2 separate regions of the Lactuca sativa genome follow, and region 2 is linked to region 1. A link is a contact called in public Hi-C data. All regions are on one chromosome and are shown on one strand. The core of a region is the stretch at or near the end of the contact, and the rest is flanking DNA. Distances in the headings are between cores, read along the strand shown.

Region 1 (2,700 bases), core at 64-2,563:
CATACATACATACACATACATACACACATACATGCTTCTAAATCTATAAGCAACAAAATGTTTAAAATCAACATCATATTTGAGTATTTTTAAACCCATTATGTAAATCTTTTCCAGGAACAACATAATATACACATGAGCACATCATTATTGTTCCCTTCTTCATAAGATCAAAAAACTATGTGTATTCCATGCTAGTGAAATTAGTATTCTCAAGGGTTAATGTCTCCCCACCTTCATAATAACCAAATGGCCCAAACACGAACAAACCTTTGTAGTTTATCTTAAAGGAAACAATGTTGTTGATGAAGAAGATGCCATTATGTTAGAAGAATAGAAAAAACCCTCTTTAATAACAATTACATGTATATATAACAACTATATATATGTATAATTGAAGTAAATATATATGTATGCTTCAACCAACCCTATGAAAGTAAGGATGGCTGGTAATCCATTACAGTCCATCAAAATGCGACAAAATTACACAAATTGATCACAATTAGAGACAATATATACCTTAGGTTCACTTTATACAAGGTAATCAAGCATAATTTTACTCCTTTAGCACATATTTGCAATTTTTCATTTTAATTTGTAAACTGTTTCTTGAGGGTATCGATATGAAAACTTCTTGCAGATTATTTGAAGTAGTTGGATTATGATAATGATGAGTTTGATTGTGGTTATATGAGTACAATTATCATTACGAACCTTATCATGTTCCCGCTTCTGTTGATCATAGAGTCGATCTTTCCTTTGAATATTGATGTGTTATTTGTGAGTCCATGTTAGATCATTTGATGTCTGAGTTGTATCCTTTGATGGTTGAGTTGTTATTTGTGAGTCCACATTCGATGCTAGTTGATATCCATACAAGTAAAAGTTTTTAAAAGAATAAATCGATAGTTGGTTACCAATAAATGTTGTTAGGGAAATTGTTAGAAAAGTCCCAATATTTTTGGAAAAGTTTCAATTTAATCCTTTTTTTTTGAACAAAAAATTCCAAATTATTTCATTTTAGACGATAATATGCTATTTCATGTTAAAAGAAAAAATGATTTTTTTTTTTGTTAATTTGAGCCAAAATGAAATAATCGAGACTTTCTGTTCAAAAAATAAATTTTAGAATAAAATGAGATTTTTCCAAAAATATTAAGACTTTTTTAACAATTTCTCAATATTTCTCAGTGTTGTTATAATGTTTCTTGGCCCTAAATAAAAAGTTTCAAATCCATGGGCCGAACTCAAATTTAATACTGGAGCCGCGAAAATGACGAACTTATTTTAATGGGCTGTACTTATTGGATCCACATGAACCGGGTCAGAACTCCGAACCCATCGAGAGTCGGATTTTAAGTTATAGTGTTGTTCAAGAAATCACTCCTTCAAATACTCTGATTTGAGTTTTCTCTCTGCTGAATCAACGTATTAACAATCTGGTCTATTCTTTCCGATTTAAAGGTATGATCTCGACTTAGTTCTTCGACTTCCATTTGCTCTTCAATTTAGCTAGGTAGATTGCTGTATGCATTTTCTTTGATCTCGCTCAGAATCAGGTCTTCATAATCTAGGGTTTGTTACGAATTGTACATTTTGTTGTTAAAAACATCACTCCTTCAAACCTGATATCATGGATGTAGCAACGCAATTGGTCGGGTTTGAGTGACGGTTTCGTTAACCCATTAGAAAAATCGAAGGAATCTGGAGCAGCGGGAGAAGATGTTGAGGAAGATGTACGCAGATCAGTCCATCTTCTACACAATAGGAAACGTATTTTCCTTAGGGTTGTTTAGATGTTGTGCAGCGAAAAAAGATCAAGGGGAGGGGGTTTAGGTAAAAGGGTTGAATGGGATAAAGAAGGTAAACAGAAACGTGAGGGAGCGTTTGAATTGATAACGACTCCCACTTATCCCATTAAGCCATGGTTTAAGCATTTAGTATAAAAGAAAACTACCTTAGATATCTGTACCCCATAAGTCTTTCATCCATTTAGCCTACTAAATCAAAAACAAACAACACCTTAGTCTCTACAGATATCATGCACTTTATCCAATACAGTTGAGGAGAGCATGAAATTTGTGTATACTGCAAATCATGTAGCTTCCAGATTGTGAACTAGAAACCTTACTAATGAATTTTGATGTGTTTAGGTGGAAATCATGAAGCTCGACTTTAGTGGACTAGAATCAAGTGCACCACTCTATGGAGGAAGTGATGACTTGCTTTCTGATGGGTTCTCAGATGCCCCTTCATTTGACCTTCCAGTTACATCAGATGTGAGTTTCTTCACAATTCTTGCCTTTTTCTTTTTTTTACCTTTCTGCTAGATGTTAAGTGAATGTATTTATTGCTAAAACACTACATCAAATCCTTTGTTTCAGTTTGATGGATTTCAGAAGAATTCTATCCAAATGGTAAAACCAGCAAAGGGAACAACCACTTTGGCTTTTATTTTCAAGGAGGGTGTGATGGTTGCTGCAGATTCCCGAGCTAGCATGGGAGGCTATATATGTATGCACTTCTTCTTCGAGATATCATGCTGTTTTTATTCATTTAAAATTTTATCTTTACTTGATCAATGATTAATTATGAATCGTGATTTGAAAGAGCATTAACTAGTCTAATATGCTCTTTTAATTTTGTTTTTTTTTTCAGCATCTCAATCTGTGAAAAAAATCATTGAAATTAATCCGTATA
Region 2 (2,700 bases), core at 84-2,583, 470 kb before region 1:
GCCTGTAAAATATACACAATGTTAATGAATAAATAAAAATCGTGTAATTAATTACTTTTAATGGGTAAATAGGTAAATGTAATATAAGATGAAAAGAGGATAGATTTTGTACCAAGTAAATTTTGCTACATTCAGTGCAGTGTTGAAGAAGTGTTTTTGTTTTCTCTAATGCTATGTGCAAAGAACATAATGCTTGAATCCCTGAAGTGCTTCGAGGACGTGATGCTTCTAACTCAGGGAAAACGGTCAACACTTTGATGTAGATCAAAGAGAGCGTCTTACACATTCCTCCGTGTAGCTATAATAAAACAAATTTATTAAATTAATAAATTATATTTAAAATATATTTGAGAAAACTACGGCAGATTGACAGAATTGAAGGAAATTAAACAAATAATGAATAAGTCCATCAATAATACACCAAGTAGATCATCAAATATTGTAATTAAATTAAAAAGAATAACGAAAGATTTACCTTCGGTTCACCCAGCGCAAACATATTCTCTTCAATTTCGGAAATTTCCATGATTTACGTTGACAAAAATATGATTTTGTTGACTTCAGATAACCTGAAATGATTAGCATACGACAGCAGTTACATTTCCGTTAACTCGGTAACTCAGATTCATCAAGACCTCATCAGATAATTCGCGATCAGGTGTAGCAGTAAATATTAAGAAAAATCAAGGAAAAACATGAATATGATAATTTAAAAAAAAAAAATGTATGAACTCACAAAACAGGAAGTTACATAAATTTGATCCAGTAAATTACAAAAAGAGAACTAAAAACAAAAAATGAATTTAACAACAACCAATTTGGAAAAACTTGATCGGTAAATTACACAAACTAAAACCAAAAATAAAAAAAATACTTCAACCATTGCCAGAAATCTCTTCAATGAAGAATACAAAGAAAACATAAACGGGGTTTTGTAATTTCTGCAAAAAACAAAAATATATACATTGAAAGAAAACAAACCTAACAAATTTCAAATCACGAGCACCCAATTAATTAAAAAAACTAAGAAATAGTAAGAATGAATTTTGGGTGTTTTGCCTGAAAACGTACCAGGGTGAACAGGGAAGCTTCATCAAACGAACATTGGAAACGAAAATTTAATGAAGTAATAAATCTTTTAGGGTTTCGAATATGCAAATATTATCCATTCGTTTCGCAACTTTAGATTTGCACATGATTTGAGTAAAAGTCAAGAACAGATGCAATTGTTGCCAAATCTGAACACAGACAGAGTAAAAGGAAAGATAACGACTGAGAAAGGGGGGGTTGGATTTAGAGGCGTAAATGGTAAAAGGGGATATTTTGAAATGAACACAAACTAGGGATCGAATAACATAATAATATTATTAAATAAGAATCACAAATCAAATCTATTGATTTAATATTTAGCATTATAATAATATTTTAAGCTTTTAATTATTGAAAAAACAATTAAATAATTTATTTACGAGTTGAATGTACGATTTACTTTTTAAACAATATGTTTCTTATAATATTAGATGAAATATTTTGTTTTTTAACTTTTTTTCATTATGGTGTGGTAACTTTTTTTTTATATATATTTTAATGAGTTCTTTCAACATTTTTCCTTAAATGAAAAATAATATATGTTGTTATTAAATGAGAACTAACGTATTTTGTCATTTAATTTATAACGCTTTTACTAAAATAAACACATACACACAAAACAAATGTTCATTATTACAAGACATTTTTAAACTAGATGATTTTTATTATTTTAGATGAAATATTTTGTGCTTTATTATTTGTTCATTGTTTTGGTTTTTGATAATTTAATGAATTATTTGCAATATTCTGTGTTAAAGAAAACTAATATATTTTATTATTAAATGAGAGTTAACGTATTTTGTCATTAAATGTAAATTAACTTTTTTTTTTGAACACGTATAACCGATTATTATAAAAACATATAAAGAAAAAAAAAACAACTAGATATTTTATCTTAAATACATATAATATTTGATTTTGTGAATGGGTTTAATAGAAATTATTGTAAGTTACTAATATATTGTTTTAATTAAGATATATAACAAAAATCCTTGATTTTGTTTCATTGCTACTGATTTGAATACACATATGACTCATTTATAATGAAGAATAGTCGTGTCACAATCTCCATTTTCGCCATGAATTTCTAAAGTGTATTATACAATTAACCGATTAAAATGACTTCATCCTATTTAATTTTATTAGATTTTATATTTATATGTTATTGAATTATAAAATTTGAATCACACATTAATTAATTCGGTTTACTCATTAAATCGGTTGAGCATGATATTATCTAATGAACTTTTTGTGTTACATTATTGAGCGGGTACATAACGAATTACGCATTGTTTTAATATAACCGTTAAAAAATGATATAAACTTGTGTTGTTTCTTTTAAAAACAACAAAGATGTATAATTAATGTTTTAAATAAATATTACCAATGTTTATCAAATTCAAAAAAATAAAAATCTTAGTAGAAAAAAAAAAGAATTCAAGTATTTTGAATTGGGTTTTGTTATATAATAAAAACTAACCTACTTGGTTTTTAACAAGTATAAATCATTAAAAAATTATTTTTAATTCTAGAAGTTAAATACCACCAAAATCAAACGAATGCAAAATACATACATGTTATTGTCTTTATCTTCAGTTAATTGTCAATCAT

What was found. A called contact is a pair of places that touch in the nucleus more often than the background predicts.
Region 2: a Hi-C map of leaf shows a contact between it and region 1, with 6 times the contacts expected there. The contact joins the promoter of LOC111914371 here to the promoter of LOC111904916 in region 1. A contact is called at or near these places in 3 of 4 Hi-C or Micro-C datasets (bud and leaf).

Annotation. Positions count from the first base shown.
Region 1 is chr8:277,948,994-277,951,693 of Lsat_Salinas_v11, reverse strand. LOC111904916 (proteasome subunit beta type-5-B) reads left to right here and starts at 1,313. Exons shown (of 8, transcript XM_023900619.3): 1 at 1,313-1,464; 2 at 2,154-2,279; 3 at 2,385-2,514; 4 at 2,659-2,700. The coding sequence starts at 2,163.
Region 2 is chr8:278,423,553-278,426,252 of Lsat_Salinas_v11, reverse strand. It overlaps LOC111914371 (U-box domain-containing protein 45), which reads right to left and starts at 1,333. Exons shown (of 6, transcript XM_023910123.3): 1 at 1,072-1,333; 2 at 476-569; 3 at 113-298; 4 at 1-2. The coding sequence starts at 526.